Regions from separate parts of the Mus musculus genome. Here region 2 is linked to region 1. Evidence: chromatin contacts called from public Hi-C data. All regions are on one chromosome and are shown on one strand. Each heading gives the region's core, a stretch centred on a gene start, on an enhancer-like site or on the middle of the called end of the contact. The rest is flanking DNA. Distances are from core to core; before and after follow the strand shown. Region 1 overlaps Gm39130 (a long non-coding RNA gene). Region 2 has its middle 37 kb from the start of 3930402G23Rik.

Evidence for each region. Hi-C and Micro-C count contacts between places; a contact is called where the count stands out from the background.
Region 2: a Hi-C map of liver shows a contact between it and region 1, with 2.8 times the contacts expected there. The contact joins two enhancer-like sites. A contact is called at or near these places in 4 of 484 Hi-C or Micro-C datasets (embryonic stem cells, liver and nephron progenitors) and 5 of 115 datasets of contacts at active chromatin or transcription factors (double positive thymocytes, embryonic stem cells, extraembryonic endoderm stem cells and 2 more).

What each region holds. Positions count from the first base shown.
Region 1 is chr8:10,853,358-10,857,435 of GRCm38.p6, forward strand. Gm39130 (a long non-coding RNA gene) reads left to right here. Exons shown (of 3, transcript XR_870135.2): 2 at 168-224; 3 at 788-1,790. Gm32540 (a long non-coding RNA gene) reads right to left here. Exons shown (of 3, transcript XR_870139.3): 3 at 2,363-4,078. Among named protein-coding and RNA genes, the nearest start is that of Gm39130, 5.2 kb to the left of the region's middle. Within about 2 kb of position 1,379, at least 36 of the 459 cell types and tissues checked have an H3K27ac peak or open chromatin away from gene starts, as enhancers often do. A contact at or near this core is called in liver, where this site is marked.
Region 2 is chr8:10,963,816-10,967,623 of GRCm38.p6, forward strand. No RefSeq gene overlaps it. Among named protein-coding and RNA genes, the nearest start is that of 3930402G23Rik, 37 kb to the left of the region's middle. Within about 2 kb of position 1,681, at least 111 of the 459 cell types and tissues checked have an H3K27ac peak or open chromatin away from gene starts, as enhancers often do. A contact at or near this core is called in liver, where this site is marked.

The DNA of each region.
Region 1 (4,078 bases), core at 129-2,628:
GGCAGCCTGTAGCTGGCCAGACCGTTGCCCTATAAATGATGTCTGTCTTTTTTGCCACACTGAAAATGCATGCCCAAGGGTGATGTGCCCTGGAATTGCAGCAGTGCCCAATACAGGGTACTGTCCCCCATGGATCACTAAGACTTGGGTCTCATCTGCCTTTGCAGAACCTTGGAGTTCCTCAATGTGGAGCAGCATAACATATCCTGTCCCAGCTGGAGAAGGTGAGGAAACCAGAAAATGTTAACAGAGATGTAAGGCATCTAAAAGCGAAGCAGTAAGAGAGTGTGTGTGTGTGTGTGTGTGTGTGTGTGTGTGTGTGTGTGTGTGTGTGTGTGTGTGCTTGTGTGCCTGCATGTTCCACTTTCTGATCCGATTGAGTTACATTTTTCAGCAAGCAAGCAAGGCAGTTCAGAAAATTCCTCCCACCGATATAAATTTTGAGTATGTTGTTTGTCTTGACTCTCACTTAGAAAAACTAAAAATTCACTTGGGGGTCTGTTACACTAACAGTGGATTTTCTGTTTCCTTTCTTCATTTGAGAACTGGGGAAAGCTATGTACTCTGAAGCTTCAAACAGTGGGCAAAGGTTTTGATGAGTTGAATTCTTTTGCTACCTCAGCCTTTGAACTACTACAAAGTCAAGAACAAGGAGGATTGGAGTGACCAGACAGCTAGCCGGCTCCTTGCTGTCAGTAAACATCTGTGTCTCCAGGGACTGTGAGGAGCACTGATCAGAGACTCCCTGCCCTAACACAAACCTAACGAGTTTATGATTTCCTTTCAGACTTTGTTCTCAACACCGACTTGTTTATTCAAGAGAACAGATTTCTGAGAATCTCACACCCAGCACGCTGGCTGTATCCGGCCCTGCCTTGAGACCCTCAAATGACATTTCTGTTGGCTCAAGACCCACACAACAGTGAGAAGTGGGCACTGACACCACCGTCTGTGACCATTTTCCCCAGGGGTGTTGCCCCACACCAAGAAGTGACCGGAGACACTGTAGGGTAAAGAGAAAGATAACACAGCCTCACGTCCCGGAGAAGTGGCTGCTTGCTCTTCCTGCCTCTTGGGCGATGGGGCCCATGGAGGTGTCCCTCTCTAGTTCTCCATAGCTCCTGCCTCTCTGCATAAGACAACAGCTTCCTGCACTTCCAAGGGGACAAAAACAAGGGGCACAGAAGAGGCCCAGTCTGCCATCCCTCTCTGCTTTACTCTGAACAATACCAAGTCAGGAAAGCCTAAGGCTAATTTTAACCTGATCGAGAGAAGAGAAAAGGGCCGACTACTGGCAGGTGACACGTGTACCTGTGTGTTCCTGCCTGATGGTGTCTCTCAACTCCTGTGGCCTTGGCTGTGCTGACTCAGTGAGGAGGGACTGCAGCTCTGCCCTGTGACCTTACAATCTACCCCAGGGTTGGAACCTGAGCTTTGGCCACGTTGAGCAACAGAAAGAAAACTGAAAAACAAAATTCTGTGACTAAGGCTTTGAGCTCTGTCCCCCCCACCCCCACCCCCGATGCAACAACCCAATGACCCAGCTGAAACTGCAGGATAAAACCAGCAGCCCTCTGTCTTACACTCTCCCTTCCCCCAATCCTGTCCTGGCGGGTTCTGGAGAGCAGAGGTCAGACTGCCAAGTAGAAGGAACTGGAAGTGGGTTTCTAATACCTTGCTACCAGTTCCTAACAAGACCCTGCTTAGTAGGGTCAGTGGTCCCCAGCTCTTGTAAAGCACACTTTTTGTTTTTTGTTTTTCGAGGCAGGGTTTCTCTGTGTAGCCCTGGCTGTCCTGAACTCATTCTGTAGACCAGGCTGGTCTCAAACTCAGAAATCCACTTGCCTCTGCCTCCCAAGTGCTGGGATTAAAGACGTGCGCCACCACCGCCCAGCTAGCATTCTCTTTTTCTGTTGAACTCTGAGCATACGTCACACACTGGTCCTGTGCCACATGTGATCACCAGGTCTCTGTTCCCTGTTCTTCTCTGGCCCCTTCTCATCTCCCTGACATTGTTCTCTTGTTCTCTGTTCTCAACTTGAGTTTTCTCAGCCCCCCCCTCCTCCTCCACCTTCTCTCCCCCCCCTCCACAATTCTTTTTTTCTTGATCTGTCCTGTGTTCTCTACATAAGTAAATTTAAGAAAAGTAAATAAAATAAGATCAAATATTGAGCCAAATTTATCTCAGTCTGAAACTGTTGTAGCATCTCCACAATGTTACCCACTAAGAAGTGACGAACAAGACTCTGCTTCCTTATGTAACGTCGCTAACAGAATTATATATAATTATGTATTAGGTGAAATTATATATAATACTATATGCAATTTTCTGCCAAAGATCTTCACTGGGGAAAAAAATAAGCCTATCCTAAAATAAACACATACACATAGAGGAGTCAAAAGAGAAGAAGGCAAGAGAAGAGGAGACGAGGGGGAAAGGCAGAAGCAGCAGAATCTATCGGCTTGGATGCACACTTCAAAGCAAATATTCTACCACTGAGTCACAGGCCCAGCCCTTGTTTTTTTGAGACAGTGTCTCACTGGCCTCCAACTCAAGATTCTCCTGCCCCAACCTGTCAGTCCTAGAATTGCAGAGTGCACCAGCATACCAGGCTAGCTCTCAGAGACTCCATATATAGGAGTCTGATAGGTGGCTCCGTGGATAAGATCTTTGGTTTTGCAAGCAAAGTCTGAGTTCAAGTCTCCAGCACTCATGTAAAACTCCAGGCATGGCTGCCTGTGCCTACAACCCCAGGATTAGGTGGGGATGAAAACAGGTGAATTCCAAGAGCTTGCTAGCCAGCCAGCATTGGCCCAGTTGTGCTTTGAGGAAACAGGGAGTCTAATCCACTCCATCTGGTAAAGATGTGAAGTCAGAGAAAGAACAGAAAGTGTCCCACATCAGTTGGGTGTGCTTGGATGAACATGTTATGTGAAGCAGGAAGCTGCCAGTGCCCTGTCTTGTCTGACTGTATTTCTCACAGTCTCCTTAAGCAGCGGCTTCATGAGCTAAGGGTGAACCAACAGGTCTGTTTATGAAAAATCTGCTCCTAGGCCCATCCAGGGGCCTCTATGGCTTTTTGCCGTCTAATAATTGGACTGCAGATACGCGAACATAGGAAATCAGGAGGCCGGCAGAGTTCCCACCTATGGAGGAATTAATGCAGACAGCAGGGTACTCGATCCGTGCTTTCTAGTAATCCCTTCAAATCTGCATTTCTTCCAGAAGGCTTTTTATTTCAAAACCCATTTTAAAAGTCAATGATCATTAAGCATGCAGAGACGTGAGTGGGTTTCCGCTCTGTATTTCATTTGACTTGCTTCCAAATTGCTGTCCCTTCATTCGAGGTTTCCGTGTGTGTGTGGGGGGGGGGGGAGCATTGGAAGTTAAATGAACCTTTCTCTGGGTCTTAGAGACCTTTCTCTGAGTCTTAGAGACACCTGAACCCAGTGGAGACCTGTTTTCCTGCCATGCGGCTTCTACAAGGCCGGAATCCCCCTGCCCCACATTCCTGAGAGAGCTAGCTACTAGATACTAGTGTTTCACAGACCCACAGCCCTACCTGGGCTCTCTGGAATCTGTAGGTATGGCATAATACTAATGTTCTTCTCTGACACCATCTGTTGTCCCTTCTCCAGGAAAAAAGTCCCTGCCTGTCTGTATACTCCTGTGGCTGTGAATGGATCAGATCACACCTGCCTCCTCCCTTTGTTCTTTCCCTTGATCCTCTAGGGTAAAGAGAACCAGTTGGCAGCTTGGCAAGGTGACTCTTTTATAAGGGCATGTCCTGAGGTAGCACACGGCCTCTTCCTGGCCAGGGTAACTGCTGGTACAGGATAGAACGTCTTGGTGCTTGGCCTCCGGAGTCGCCATTCATTACACAGTCTTTATCTTTGTGCATATCCTGGAACAATACTCTTAAATAAATACTCTCAGGGCCATTTTTTTTCTTCTGTGGGTATTTACTTTGTGTTTCCATGATCTCAATGGGACCCAGAAATGAAGGAGACGGGAGGTTTAGCAAATAAGCATTTGCCACTGTCTACGCACAAGGGGACAACTGTGAGGGACGGTGTT
Region 2 (3,808 bases), core at 431-2,930, 110 kb after region 1:
TGTCAAGTATGCAGTTTTTTAAGACAAATATTTTATTGAGATGAAAAGAAACACGTGTCTAAAGAAATGAGATGTCAGTGGGCGTGCATGGGTGTGCAGTGTACACACTCACAAAGTACCACAAGTCATGTCACATACATATAACCACACACATTAGTAGTCATTGTCTGTAGTCATTAGGGGTGAATGGTGGGGGGAGGCAGAGGGGAGGTGGAGAAGGCATTGAGAGGAGAGAAGGGAGAGAAAATCTCAGTGAGGATGAGAGAGAAAAGAGAGAAGAGAGAGGAGAGGGGAGGGGAGGGGAGGGGAGGGAGAGGGGAGGGGAGGGGAGGGGAGGGGAGGGGAGGGGAGACAGAGAACCATGACCACTGCGGTGGAGATCCAATCACAGTGTTAACCGCCACTGCCAAAGACTGCATCCAAGGTTAGTCTTATTCTTAGAAACGGTAACTAGTATTTCAAACACAGCATCAAATGTAACTTAGCAACTCTCCATTAACTTTTACCTACAGAGAGGGACATTACCTCTTCTTAGAAACCACCCAGTGCGTTGTATCACATTTACAAAAACTTGGGGTGGAGTCCAAAGCAAGAATGTATCTTTAGAGTTCAAGGAATTTGGTACCATCTATGGTAGCTCAACACCTGAAATCTGTGCTGGATTCTGTTTACAAACCCATGAAAGGAGACGTGTCCCAGGGTTTCGAAGGGCCAGTGATCCCAGGAAAAGACAAGCAGCGGCCCTGGGGATCTTACTCCATCTTTAATAGTACCTCACAGCTTGTTAGACACAAAGTCCCCTCCTCAGAGTTAGCCTCGCATAGTCCAACAGTCCAGGAAGGATCTCTCAGTTCTCAGGCATCAGTGAGCCAGGGGAAGGCTAGTGCTGGCACAGGGCTGCAAGTGTTTCTTTGGCACCATCTCACAGATGACCTGTTCTCTCTCTGCTGGTCGGCTAGAGGACAGAATTTTGCTATCTCTTTTAAAACCCAAGTGCAGCCATTTGGGCCCATTTCTACATCGGTCCATCAGTCATTCACAACTTAGTCATTCACACAGTATGCTCGCTCAGGCTGTGGGAGGAGAGGAGACAGACGGAGCACCCCACCCCAAGGGGAGTTTTCTGAGCTGTGGTGTGTCCGGAACTGTGGCTAAAAAGCAGAACAGAGGCCACAACGGCCACAGAGGCAATGTGTACTGTTGCTATTTGATCTTCCAAACTTGAGACCTGGGCAGAACCCACTTCGTGTCCCCAGTATCAGTATAAGAGAAGGAGCTGAAGTCGGTGTCCTGTGCATTGGTGGCAATAAGATGACCGTGTAGATTTTTAAATCTACGGAAGAAATGAGCAAATATTGATGTAGAGGAGGGGTCTCTGCAGGACTTTAAAGGAAGAGTCATCCAAGCAGACCAAGAGAAGGGGGGACACATCTGTGTCACCTCCAGCTTCCCCCTACTCAGTCCATGGAACAATCTTGTTTTCTGACTCCTGCTTCTGAGCATCATTTGCTCCAAACGTCTGTGTAAAAGGGAAGCATTAAACGAAGCTCCTGGGTCGGTAATTAAAGGCAATGATTTCAGCGGATAGAGTTTTGTTTTCATAATCTGCTCTTTGTCTGCACAGAGCCAGCTCTTGGCTGCATCTGCCACCGCTGGCCTTTGCTCTGTTTACTCTGAAGAATGAGGCGCTGTTCTGTTTGTTTCTCGTTTTCAGTCTGTAAAACTCTGTTCTCTTGGTTCTCTATTCCAGGAAGGAAAAAAAAATAAAAGAACAAGGCTCTTTAAATATCACAGCAGTGACTACTCACCCATACACACAGCCTCAATATTAGCGATGACAGACACTCAGGGGAATGTGCAAGAATTTTCCCGCTGCCAGCCTTGCTCTGGCAGGTGGACCTCAATTGAGAAAAGCACTTTTTATTCAGCTGTCAATCACTTGGTGTACCTGGCTGCATTGCACCACTGTGTGTGTGTGTGTGTGTGTGTGTGTGTATTTCAAAAGGTCATTCACCTGTCTTAGGGTTCAAAGGGATTGTTCCTTTTACTGTAGGAGTCACTGTGGTGATATATTAAGACCCAGCTAAGGAAGGTGACTTAGTAATACTGTGAGATAAGAGTGGGAGGAAAGATTAGGAGTGTGTGCACAGAATCCCAACAATGAAGAAAGGAAAGGGGGAGGGAGGAGGGGGAGGGAGGGGAAGTAGGATGGGGAAGGAGGGAGGGAGAAGGGAGGGAGAAGGCAGAGAGGGAGGGGGAGGAAGAGGGGTGGAGTGGAGGCGAAAGGGAGGGGAGGGGGATGGAAGAAGGAGAAGGGGAGGAGGGAGGGGAGAAGAGAGGGAAGGAGGGAGGAGAAGAGGGAGGGAAGGAGGGAGGAGGAGAGAAAAAAAGGAAAGAAAAAGACAAACTGACATACATACAGACAGACAGACAGATACATTCCTCTGTTGAAAAGTGAGTGAAAGGGGACTGGGGTGTCTGGCACACTGGCAGAGCGCCTACCTTGAATGTGCAAGGCACTGAGCTCCTACTCAGACTTCATTTTGAAAATGACACCCCCTCCCTCCCTCCCTCCCTCCCTCCCAAAAGAAAAGATGTACATAGGAACCACACCGAGGGAACCTTGTTACAGAAGAAAGGGAATTGGGTAGCTGAGGCCACTACCTGGTTCATTTTCTCCACATCTTCCCTCTGACAGTGAACCTCCACTGCCTGCTCAGATCACGGGTGCAGGTCAAAGCAAGCAGTGAGTCACGCCAGTTTCACTGCCTGTGTAGACTGTAGGTTGTGATGGCTCTTCGCTGAACTTAAGGCTTTAGCTAGCCTGCTGAGTGGCTGTGTATGATAGCGACTGTTAACTATCAGCTTGGCAAAATCTATCATCATCCAAGGATGGGCCTCTGAGCATACCTGTGGGAGATTCCCTTCGCCCATGCCCACTGATGTGGGAGAACCCATCTTCACCGTGGGCAGGACCGTTCCCTGGGCAGGGGATCTGGGTTATATTGTAAGTCTCTGGTGAGCCTTAGCTTACTGGGGACTCACTGAGTGAACGACTCAGAACCTGGAATGGATGCTAAAAGCAAGAGGAATTTATTGTTCCAACATGTTGGGGTCACCCTGCACATGGAGAGAGAGAATGACCATGCACAGCCTGTCTGGCCAGCCTTTATACAGTTCTCCAGGCAGCAGCCATTAGGCACAATGTGATTGGCAGAACAGTGTGACTTTTAAACTGATTGGTCTATAGGGAATGAAGTGGGTGGCCAACAGTCATGGAATGTGTCTACCCCTACCCACAGGTGGCCAGTGGTCAGTCCCTCCTCCCTGTGGTCTGAGTAAGGTAACTAGTCCCTCCCTTGCAGAGGGAGGGGTGCCTATGTTCTTTATGACCTTTCACTTCCAGGAGGGGAGGGGTCCAGAGGAATTTTCTAAAGTTCCTGAACTGACCTCTTCAGAATAAAACAGGAGCTGAGTGGAGGGCAGCCTGGGCTCACTCCATGTCTTGATTGTGGCTACCGTGTGCCCAGCTGCTTCAAGCTCCTGTCTTGATTTCCTCACTATGGCAGGCTGTACTGTGAGCTGATAAAATGTGAGCTGTGAACTTTTCTCTCCCAGTTTGCTTTGTCTCTGTCTTCTATCCCAGAAACAGAAAACCAAGGATTCCTCCGAGCACTGAGGACATATACTGTGGGCCTGGGGTAGACTCATGAAACAGTCACAAGGGTCACTTCCTATATGCCCACATCACCTCACTTCTGGTGAACAACAACAACAACAACAACAACAAAAAAAAAAAAAAAAAAAA